Regions from separate parts of the Canis lupus genome. Here region 2 is linked to region 1. A link is a contact called in public Hi-C data. All regions are on one chromosome and are shown on one strand. The core of a region is the stretch at or near the end of the contact, and the rest is flanking DNA. Distances in the headings are between cores, read along the strand shown. Region 1 holds the start of TNIK (TRAF2 and NCK-interacting protein kinase). Region 2 has its middle 72 kb from the start of TNIK.

Region 1 (6,242 bases), core at 1,831-4,330:
CATCCCCTTCCCCCCACACTTGGTTTATCTCCAGAGCCTTAAAAATCAGGACTAATAAAAAAAAATGGATTCAGATCATCTCTCTTCTAACCCAAGAAGATCCGGTTTTATCTTACTTTTTAAAACCATCCAAATCTTGCATAATTTAAGTGATCAGTGCTGTCACTGGTTGCTCTGGTTTAAATTATGCATTGTTGCTATTTGGGGAAAATTTAGACTGGGTCCAGTCTGGGATCACTGGCTGAGAACAATAAGCCCCCAAAGTGAGAAGGATAAAGGCCTCTCCAGACAGGATCTGCTTTTAATGCATTGAGCTCAGGGTTTACAAAAGAGCATTGATTGTGTACATTAAAGAGCCACCGAGACAGCAAGGGACTGGTTAAGGCTGCAGCAAATTCTCCAAGATGCCACTGACCTTGGCTGCATTTCAGGGGTCAGGCATTCCCCACGAGGCTCTCAGCAGGCGGGCTTTCCTGAGGGGTTAGGAACTAATGAGACCTCTCATCTGGATAAACCCACCTCTCCTAATTTGGAAAGACAGAGAGACATTATCTGCTCTCGGATTTGTGGAGATCACCAACAGGGCCCTTGGACTCAATGGCCCGCCTGCACACCTCACCCCCTACAAGACTGGTCATACTCTCCGGCACCGGGGATGCAATCGTCTCCACATCTGCATTTAGGTCTTCCAGCCAGCCAGCAGTTCCTATCTCTAGAGCTGGCCTTCGCCCTCCCTCTTCACACACCTCCTGCAGGCAGAAATACAGAGGCAAAGCACTAAGCCCAGGCGACAAAGAGCAATTTCAGTGAATCCTGCAAGATCTCTTTTCAAAATACAGATCTCTGGAGCACAGGCCTCCCGTGTGTGATTCACACTCAGGCAGGCCCGGTGAGCCCTCGTGGTTGCTCACCAGCCTGCAGGCTCTGGGCTCCGGATCTCAGGAAACCTTCCCCGTGAAAAAGCCAACGGGGGACACCTCTGACCGAGGCCAACTTAAAAATCGCCTCGGATTGCTTTCTATTAGAGGAGGATGAGGACATTCTGCTCAGGAGAAAACCACAAGCCTTGCCCATTGTTCAGGCTCCTTCCCCTACCCCCCACCCCACCCCCTGCGGGGCTTCGCCACTTTCCCCTACCCTGTAGTCTGGGCCATCCATCCACCTGATTAACCCGCTGGCAGCAACTCCCAGCACAGAAAGTAGGGCAAATGAACACACACAGCCTGTAAGGCAGGAAACCACAGACTTAGCCAAAGCACCCACCCTGTTACCAGCCCCCACCCCCAGCTGCCCAGGGAGCTGCGGCTTCTGAATGTGGCATTTCTGCACCAGGCGAATAGACAGCTTACTGTAATATCACATGAATGAGCTTTTGCTGCCCAACTATCCAAAAAAAAAAAAAAAAAAAGAGGCCATTTCAAATGGCATCTATGTTCCTTCTCAACCCCTGGACTGCCTCGCAGAAACCTCACCTCTGGGAAGGATGAAGCAGAAGAGGAGGGGAAGTTCCACAAGAGGAGGCTGTGCAAGGGAGGGAGGCTTTAATGAGCCGCAAGAAAAAGTAGCACTTGGACGGTTCAAGGCAGCTCTTCAAGATACCCGTGAGGGAAGGGGCAGTGGCAGGAGGAGGGGTGAAGATTCAGGTCTGTAACCCCGAGATTTAGCATCAGTGTAACCATGTAAGCCTCAGGAGGGCGTGTGAACTTCGCGGCTGCACCCCTCCTGCGCGGCTGCGTGGACAGCACCGGCGAGGCGGGCCCCGACCCTCCGCGCTGCCAGGATACACATGCAGTCGCTTTCCCCCCTTTAATTCCTAGTCTTCGTTCAGGGGGAGGAAGAAGCCATCCTTAACTGGGGTGCGATCCATCTCAGACCCCCCCCCCCCACTGGCTGCAGCATCAGACCCTCCCTGTCCCCCTCTTCGGGAGGCAGCATCTCATTAAAATGGCAAGAAGTCTCGGCCCCCTTCCCCCGAAAGAGCGTGTTGGGATCCGGGGGTGGGGGTGGGGCGTCGTCGAGGCTACACTGGGGTTCCCGGGATCCGGAGCTCAGAACAACAGCAAAATGGATCCTATGGCAAGTGATGTCTCAGTCCATACAATGAAAAAAAAAAAAAAAAAAAAAAAAGGGCGTCTGGGGCGATTCACGTGAAGGGAAACGCAAAGCCAGCCGCGGGGCCGGAGGAGCTGGATGCTCCCCCTACTCTCCCTACAAAGGGCTGGCCGCGGGCACACGCGCACACGCGCACACTCACGGGAGTTCCGGTCTGAGCGGGGGAGCGCGGAGAGCACATCCCTTCACCTGCCTTAAGTTGGCCCATAAAACTGAAATGTCAGGGCCACAAAGTCAAAAAAAAAAGAAAAAAAAAAGCAAGCAGGGCTAAGTTACACCGTAAACAGGGGTGCGCGAGGCGGGCGCGGGAGGGCGCGGGGGGAGCCTGGGGGCGGCGGCCACCGACGGGCACCGGCGTCGCGGGGTCGGGGCCGTCGGGCTGCCCCGGTCACCCCGCAGCGAGCTGCGCAAAGTGAGCGGCCGGTGCGTTTCTCCACGTTTTGCAAAAAAAGAAAAAAAAAGGGGGGGGGGGGAGGGGGGACGGTGGGGCGTCGCGCCTTGCACGAGCTGGCCGTCCGGGGCGCGTGTGCACAGCGCACACACGCGCGCGCGCACACGAGCATTCCACGTTCAAGGCTCGGGCGCCGGGGTAAGGTGAATGCCCCGCATCCCGGGGAGCCCGGCCGCCGCCGCGGGGGTCACGGAGCCGAGGCTCGCCCGGGGCGGGGACGGGAAGCCGGGGTCCCCCCCGCCGCCGCCGCGCATCCGCCTTGCCCCCGCCCGCGCGCCGCCCCTAGCCCCCGGCGAGACCCCCCGAGACCCCCCGAGAAGCCGGTTCTGCTCACCCTCAGCGCCGAGAGATCGATCTCATCCAGGCTGCGAGCCGGGGAGTCGCTCGCCATGTCGACTTCTTCGCGGGAGCAGCGGCCCTGCGCCCCCCCGAGGCTCCCCCCTTGCAGACTCCACCTGGTCTACCGGCCTCGCGTCCTCATGCGGCTGCCGCGCCAGAGGCCCCGGCCCAGCCCCCGCGCCCGCCCCGGCCCGGCCCGGCCCGGCCCGGCCCCGCGACGCCCGATCCCGCTGCTGCGCCCGCGGGCGGCCGCGGACCCGGAGCCCGAGCTGCGCGGCTCTCCCAGCCCCGAGCCGCGGTGCGTGTGGGCTGCGCGCCCCGCTCGGCTAAGGGCGCAGGGGCTGCGTGGGTGTATTTAAATGGGACATGCTTCCCTGCCTGTGCGTGGATGGCGGCTGCATCGGCGGTTATAATGAGACACATCAACTCCTCCACTCCGCCGGGGGGTGGGGGCGGACGAGCGCCCCGAGCTGTCCATCAGCGCTTCCTGGGAGGAGTGAGGCGGGGGGCGGGGGCGGGGCGGGGCGGGGCGGGGCGGGGCGGGGCCTCCGCCCGGGAGAGGCCGCGCTTCCTGACCCGGGCCCTCTGCACCAGCGCGCGGGGCGGGGCGCGCCCTCTCGGCCCGGGCGCCCCCCGCGGGGTCTGGAGAGCGGTCCCCGACCCCGCCGGGCCTGTCGCGGGGGCCAAGGGCCTTTATTCGTGCGCGTCCGAGTCGTGCGCTGCAGCACAATGGCCCTCCTCGCACCGGGGGCGGGGGCGGGGGGCTCTCGGCAGGGTGCGATGCTCCGCGCTTTGCACATCCCGGGGAGGGCGGTGGGGTGCGGGGGGGGGGAAGAGCGACGGCCGCCCTCCCCCCATTAGTTATTTGTGAGGCTGGAGTAGCACGGGCTGGTGCAACCGGTGCATATAAGGACTTGTGTGCAGGGAAGGGGATCCGCCTCCAGGCGCGGAACGAATGGGGGCGAAGCGCACGGGCACCCTGCGCTCCAGCGCTGCGCCGCGGCGGGGGGGGGCGCCCAGCGACCCCCGGGAGCCCGGCAGGGGGCATCCGGGACCGGCCACCCGCGGGTCGGGGGCTGGGAAGGTTACCCCGGAGCGGGAGAAACGCAGATCGGAGTTCCCTGTTGGCACCGCCACACCCAGGACCTGCCCGTACCGCAGTTCCCCACGGAAACGACCGAAGCGAAACGAGCAGCTTCTTTTTTTTTTTTTTTTTTTTTTGCTTTTTTTTTTTTTCTCTCCCTTCCCCCGGGTGCCGCAGCGTCAGGTACCCCTCCAAGGGCGACAGCGGGTGGGGCGGCGCACGTCGGCCCTGGGGGCAGCATTTCCGCCGCTGAGCTCCTGGGGCGGGCGGAGAAAGTTTGGCGGGTGCTGGGAGGTGTGTGTGCAAAATGCACGGCAGGAGGGCGAGCTCACCCCCACCCCCCGCCCCGCCCCGCCCCCCGCTGGCTCCTGGAAAGGCTGAGCGTGGACAGTGGTAAGCATGACCTTCCCCAACCAAAAGTATGAGGTCACTTCCCCCGGGCCCCCCGCGCAGGAAGGAAGGGACGCGGGAGCCCAGCTGTGCCCCCCAATGCAGCCGTCGCCCTGCAAGCGCTCCCTGCACCCCTGCTGCAGCCGAGGGGGGCCTCCGGGCCACGCGCAGGCCGGGCCTCGGGGTCCCGTGTGCGCAGTCAGCCCCCGAAGGAGGCTCTTGAATGAATGGACCGAAGGCAGCGCCGCGGGGTCAGCGGGACTGCAGACCCTGAAGCCTGCGCAGCAGCGTCGGCCCGGCGCCCCGGTCCCGCTGTTGTCCAATGATGGGGCTGCTTAGGTGCCCCGGCCCGGGACACTGGCCACCTGTTCCCACGGCCACCGTTCCAACGCGCTGAATTCAGAACGCTCCACGTGACCTCTCATTTTCTACCAAGATCATCCAGCTTTGAGGCTGGATGCAAGCAAGTGAGGTGCAGTAAGCCACCAAAGGGATGTAGAAATGATGTTAGGAAAAAGCCCTATCATTTCCCATCATGTGCTTCCCATCATGGTCCTTATTTTTCCCTCCTCTGTCTCCTTTGTACCCTTAAGCTAGATAACCAAGGCATGCACTGTCTCGGGGTTGAAAGAAATCATTGAGATCTATCCACCTATTTTGTATTTATTTATTTATTTTTTAAAGATTTCATTTATTTATTCATGAGAGACACAGAGAGAGAGAGGCAGAGACACAGGCAGAGGGAGGAGCAGGCTCCATGCAGGGAGCCCGATGTGGGACTTGATCCCAGGACTCCAGGATGACGCCCTGGGCCAAAGGCAGGCGCTAAACCACTGAGCCACCCAGGGATCCCCTATCAACCTATTTTTTAAACTCCATACATATGAAAAATGAGATTTTTTTTTTTTCATGGACAACCTCAGTTTTAGACCCTGGGTTTTATCTGAAACATCACAAAGAGGATCATTTCTTTCCACCTTAGTAAGCTGTTTAGGGTATGATGATGTCATGATAGGGCCCTAAATTCTGCTCTTGGATCTAGAATTGGAAGACTGTATGTTCAGTGCAGTGATGGGTACTAAGTGGGGGAGGGTTTCCTGTTGGCTGACTGGAGGAGCAGGGTCAGGTGGAGCCGGGGATGCAGTGGGAGTGCTGATGGATTCAGCAAACACCCTAAAAGGAAAGATTACAATAGCCAAGGCACTTTCAGCTAGGAAAGGAAGGAGCAAACTCCAAGCTGTTTGTGCTGGAGGTGAGGTAATAGGGGCGACCGACTGGATTGAGAAGGGAAGCAAAGGTCAAATCAGGTAGGGCTGGCATGGGTCCCATTAAGGAACTTGAACGTGTTCATTGAGGTCAAGTGTGTATCAAATTTCAGTCATTTCAATACAAGCTCCTGATTTTTTTCCCTGATTTTTTTTGTCCTGTGTACCTCCCATACTATTATCTACTTAATATTTTTCTTTAAATCAATGCTTTTCTTTTTTTCATATTTAAAAAGAAACAAAGGCACCTGGGTGGCTCAGTTTGGTGTCTGGCTCTCGATTTCTGCTCATGTCATGATCTCAGGGTCGTGAGATGAACCCCACACTGGGCTCAGCACTGGCTGTGGAGCCTGCTTAAGATTCTCTCTCTCCCTCTCCCTCTGCCCCTTCAGCGCCTCCCCACTCACTGGCTTGGGTGCACCCCCCCCCCAATAAATAAATAAATGAAACATAAGTCACTACTGTAAATGGAAAGGTGGCAACACTTGCTAAAAAGTAGAAGGAAACCATCAAAATAAATATAATGGGAAATAAGGCAATATTATTTAATTCTATGGCTGCCTGCTTCAGGCTTCTAGCCTAAGGCCTACTATTCCTTTGT
Region 2 (5,516 bases), core at 2,738-5,237, 73 kb after region 1:
ACTGTGTAGACGCCTCGACTGTGTCGACTGCAATCTGGAGCCTGAGAACACGCGATGCAGAGCTGCTCCACTCAGTGCACCTGGGTGCTCGGTACGATTACGTGAGCCGCCCCCCCCCCCCCCCATGGCTCCAATAAAGGACATCTTACAAAATTCTACCGCCTAATCTTTTCAGGCCTTGGAGAACAAGGGGTTTGTCTGGAACTAGCGTTTGCCAGATGGACATCGTGCTGGGGGGGGGGGGGGCACTAACGCTTAAGATCTTTGCTGAAGTGGGAACATGACATGCTCCCCACCTTAAAGAAGGGGCCCAGGGAAGGCAGGGGCTGCTCCGACCCGGTAGCTACAGAGGCCGAACCTGATTGAGGCAGAAAGCCCACCTGCCTGACTGCTGAGGCCTCCCTGCTACCTGGCTGGCTCCGGGGGTGTCAAGCCTGGCTGCAATGGGATGGAACCTGGGTCCCCTCCCTTGGGGGGCGCACTTGTAGGAAGTGCCAGCAGCCCCTGCTCAGCTGGCCCATGGGGGTAAGAGCAGAACCCGGCTGTCTACCTGCAACCTTAGACATTACCCATTCAGGGCTTCTCCTGGAAACTTCTCTTCCCTACTGCCTTATTTATTTAAAAAATTGAGACTATTCTTACTTGTCTTTTCTTATCACCAGAACAATATCTGTTGACTGTAGAAAAATTGAAATATAAAATATGTACCAGGAGGGGGAAAAAAGGGAAAGAAAACCCCCACCCACTTCCTAGAGATAAAGACTATTAGGGCTTGGTATCTACCCTTGTTACACATCCTGTATTTTATACTTAATCTCTGGTGATCCTCTTTCCATGTCATTAAATATTCATTCCTCAACAACTGCACCTTTTGACACCGCCAAAAGGCCACCTCCCAGTGACACCAACTCCTACGTGGACTGTCCGTCTAGGAGCTCGTCTTGAGACACAGAGAAGACTACCGAACGTTCTGCTAAGGACAGATGTCCGAGCACCTCCAAACACTCAAAGCAAGGTCTGACGGATAGGTACAAAAGGAATCCGGACCTAGGAAATGCACCTGCTTCTCATGAGGCGGAGACCAAGAGTGATGGAGGATCGCCCAGAGTCCCTCGAAGCCACCAGACATGCTAGGGAAGTGCCAGGGCCGGTGTAACAGTACAGGGCACTGCTCAGTGCTGAGGAGTCATCCTGCCCAGCAAGGTGCAAGAAAAGGGGTCCTTTCCTTCAGAAGAAGCCCTGCCAGCCCGGTGGGACTCTGACTTTGGGCCATTTCCCTAAGTCTTCCTCTGCCCAAGTAGAAGTCGGGGAGAAAGGACACACTGCCCTTTTCAGAAGTGAGACTTAGACAGATGACAAAGCCTTTACCAAGAAAAGACAATTGCTAATTCAGAGGGGAGGTGGGAGCCAAGTACCACACTGAGCTAGAAGCCCAGAGCCCGTGAAAGGGGGGATTGCATCCCTCATGCTCGGATATTCAGGGAAATTAAAAACCTGTCAAAATCTTGAAGTACACCAGGCGCTTCTGCTTCTCTACAGGGACAGACCTTCCCACTGAAGATAAACCCAGGGATCCGGGGTTTTCTTTTCTGTTCTGCTTCCCGTTCAGTGCCTAACACATTGGCTGAGGCCCTGGTCATCCTTTATAGCCCACGTAGAAGAGGGGTCTTCTATGAGTGGGGACATCAAACAGAGCAGCGTATTGTGCTACCAAATAACTAATTTTGTCTGAGCAGAAGTTCTCTTTCCCAACTTTGGAATCCGGCCAGGGCAGCGACTCTAACTGGAGCCTTCCAAAGCTCTGGCGATTGTCTCAGAAATGACTCTCAGGTCATCCTTACTCTGCTTAGGGAGAAAAAATATGAGGGCTTGGCTGTCCATTATGCTCTTCAAGGTGAAGGTTAGCAACAAAATTTGTAATTTCATTCTCCTGTATTGTTATTCAAGGCACAGATAACTGTAGGAACGATCTGGTTCTCCTGACTCTGTTATCCCTGATAACCCTGTATTATGACCCATGCTTTTTAGCTGGCCCGGTTTGGAGAGGCGATAAAAAGGCACACTACTTTGTTAGAAAAAATAGCACGATAATAGTATCATTGGTTTTGATAGGCATTTTTAGAAAAATGAGGGATGGAAACATCTTTCTGTTTTATTTATGTGGATCCGACATTCACTTACTCATTCAACAACCATGTGTAAAAGCTCTGTCACTGTGCTGGGTGCTGTAGGGAATGCAGAGATGAAAAAAGGCACAGCTCCTGCCCCCTTACCTCCCAGTCGGGAGATAAAGCATGTTCACAAGCAACCATATAGTATAATTTAATTGGCTCGATGAGAGAAGCAAAGATAGGTTTTATGAGAGTTCAAGAAAGGGAAAGAAGAGTCAGAGGATAGAAGACAATTTTGTAAAGGGGATGACATTTGAGCTGGGCCCTAACAAGTATGTGGGGATAGATGGTGGGGGGCAATTATGAGCTGAAGGACAACTCCAACAAAGCACAGAAGCAAAAAAGCATGGACTGGTAGCAAACAGTGAGCAGTTTTGCATGACTTGGGTGTAGGATGCATAAGGGGAGGGACAAGGAGGGATTGAGACTAAAAATGAAAGTTAGAAAAAAAAGTGAAAGTTAGACGAGTATTTTGGAGGCTCTTGAGTAGCAAGCCACAAAGTGCTGGATTTTGTTCCAGTAGTGGGATGACTTTCTTAGAGTGGAGAAATAGCGTGGTTCAGGTGGAGGGGGCGGGGGGAGATGAGGGATGGGACGACTGCTGGCTGCAGCCACAACGTGGGCAGGAAGGATCAGGCCTGCCCGAGGACAAAGACCAACAAGACGGCAGGAGCAGAACCCAGAGTTAGCCCCTGGTTGTGAGGATGGAGCCAAGGACTTAGGCCTGTGGCATCCTTCCTCTAGGCCATAGGTTGGTTCTCTAGCTCCATCAGGATCACCTGGAGGGCTTGTGCAGCTACAGACCGTGGGCCTCATCCTCAGAATTCCCAATTTCCGTCTGGCATGCTTAGCAAGTTCCCAGGGGATGGTGATGTTGCTGGCCTGGGGACCCTTCTTTGCAGGCCACCGCCCCCGGGTGCTGTGTGGCTCAGCTCTGTGACTCTGGGGAAGCAACTGCAAGGGGACAAAGTGGCGGAGGGAGGCAATCAGAGGTGTAAGTGATCTGGAGGGCCCTGCAGCATCCTAGCGGTCTGCAGCCAAAGGGCTTAGTTGGAGACGTTTCCCCCAAGTACAGCAGGAGGCTAGCCCAGGGCTCAGGCCTTTCGTCTTTCTTTGAAAAGATAATCTTGCGGGGAGGCAGTGAGATGATATAATGTCAGAATCAAGAGCCCTGAGTTGAAGTCCTGACTCTGCCACTGCTGCCAATGGTTTGACTTCTAGAAGCTACTCTGTACTGAAGCTGGGATAACGAAGCTGGGGCTCAGCCTGTGACCAAGGCCTGGGGAGACCCGCGGAGGGCACTGGGCATCCTGCCCGGCACACCGTGGGGCTTGGAATTCCTCCCTCCCCGACCCCCCGGGCCTGAGGGAAGCGGGTGCAGCCTGCGCCCAAAGCCTCAGAAGCAGCTCGGGGGCCAACAGCCCCTCAGAGGCCCCACGATGACCTGGTCGGGCCCTCGGCCTGAGTCCTTCGCCACAGCGTAGCTCCCCCTACAGACGCCGGCCCGGCGACTCCCCAAAGCCCCCAGGGGGAACGGGGGTGTCAGGGATCTTCTGCTGGGGTTAAGGTTTAAGAAGGCGCATCTGAAATGGGACAAGGACACAGAGACAGAAGTCCCTGGAACAAAGGAAAGTTTTGGGTCCTTTAGGATTTTGCTCAGGCCCGCAGGCCTTGGCCAGAGCAGCTCCACTTAGGGCCCCTTGAGGCTTGATCCTCACAGGGAGGAGGCCCTGTGAACCTTACAGGGTTTTCAGACTGTCCTGGGGCAAGAAATGAGCGGGTAAGCATTTTCTCCTTTCACCAGATAAGTCTGATGTCATAACATCCCCAGACAGGAAAGCAGAAGGCAGCCTGGCGGTGAATCACAGGGGGAAGGGCGGCTCACTGAGCCCGGGTCACGGGGCCTCGATGACAAAGAAGAGGCCCTGAGGCCCCGCACCCCCACTCGGGGGTGGGGGCTGGGGGGGAGGGGGTTTGGGGAAACAGGCAGCTCCATCCCTTGAGCCCAAGGAAGCGGGGTGGGGGAGGGAGCCGGAGGAGATGGGGTGTCACACAAGTGGTTTTCCTGCTCTGCGCTGACCTGACCCAGAGAGCAGGGTCCCAGGTAGGAGGAAGGTCAGGCCTCTACTCATCCCCTTAGTGGGGAGATGGACACAGGGAGGGGAAAGGGCTTCCCTAAGTCACTTTTAGGGGCCCACCCCACGGGCCATTCTGTGGGTCTGTGTAGGAGCTAACAGGCCCCACCAGGGCAGGCCTCCCCTGGGCGTCCCCCCATTGGAGAGTAATGAAGGGGGGTGTGGGTAATTCAGGTCCCCTGGGTCCCCACTGTGACTGGGCACTTTGCATTGTTTAAGGTGTATTTCCTTGCCCCTCAAGCAGGCCCGGCTACAGATACAAAGGAATACTACGCAGCTAAAATAAGTGCCTTTGCAGAGCGCTCTGCAGTGACAAGGAAAGGGAAGGCAGGTCACAAAACAGTACGACCCTGCTGTCGGGTAAAAAAAAAAAGGAAGGAAACGAAGCCTGGAGAAATGTCTCAGGGTGACCCTGGTGGTCCAATCACAGATACTTGCTTCTCCTTTTCTTACCTGTGTTTTGGAGATTATTTACAAGTCAGCATATATCCCCTTTGAAGTAAGAAAAGTCAACATTATATAATTCAAAAAATAGGTCTGCTACAGAAAAAGCTGCTCTCTTTTACTAAATATGAATAAACTACCTCAAACTAATAGAACACTGGCTGTTAGCTACCCTGGAATTAAAATAAAAAAAATTTAGGGGTGCCCGGGTGGCTCAGCGGTTGAGCATCTACCTTCAGCTCAGGGCGTGACCCCGGGGTCCTGAGATCGAGTCCTGCATCGGGCTCCCTGCCTGGAGCCTGCATCTGCCTCTGCCTGTGTCTCTGCCTCTCTTTCTGTGTCTCTCATGAATAAATAAATAAAATCTATAAATAAATAAATAAACAAACAAATAAATAAATAAATAAATTTTATTTTTTTATTTTTTTTTTAAAAGATTTTATTTATTTATTCATGAGAGACACTGAGAGAGAGAAAGAGAGGCAGAGACACAGGCAGAGGAGAAGCAGGCTCCATGCAGGGAGCCGGACGCGGGACCTGATCCCAGGTCTTCAGGGTCAGGCCCTGGGCCCAAGGTGGCGCTAAACCGCTGAGCCACCCGGGCTGCCCAATAAATAAATTTTAAATGTGAATATAAACTATACACAATTTTGTGATCTGTACTTAAACATTTCCCATGCTGTTAAAAAGTCGGTAGTATTATTTTTAACAGCTGCATGGTATTTTGTCAAACGAATATATCGTATATTTTTGTCTCAATCCCCAA

The links. Hi-C and Micro-C count contacts between places; a contact is called where the count stands out from the background.
Region 2: a contact with region 1 is called in a Hi-C map of blood, with 2.8 times the contacts expected there. The contact joins the enhancer-like site here to the promoter of TNIK in region 1. A contact is called at or near these places in 3 of 9 Hi-C or Micro-C datasets (amygdala and blood).

The regions. Positions count from the first base shown.
Region 1 is chr34:36,054,203-36,060,444 of UU_Cfam_GSD_1.0, forward strand. TNIK (TRAF2 and NCK-interacting protein kinase) reads right to left here and starts at 3,081. Exons shown (of 34, transcript XM_038583888.1): 1 at 2,898-3,081. The coding sequence starts at 2,954.
Region 2 is chr34:36,126,779-36,132,294 of UU_Cfam_GSD_1.0, forward strand. No RefSeq gene overlaps it. Among named protein-coding and RNA genes, the nearest start is that of TNIK, 72 kb to the left of the region's middle. Within about 2 kb of position 3,988, at least 4 of the 20 cell types and tissues checked have an H3K27ac peak or open chromatin away from gene starts, as enhancers often do. A contact at or near this core is called in blood, where this site is marked.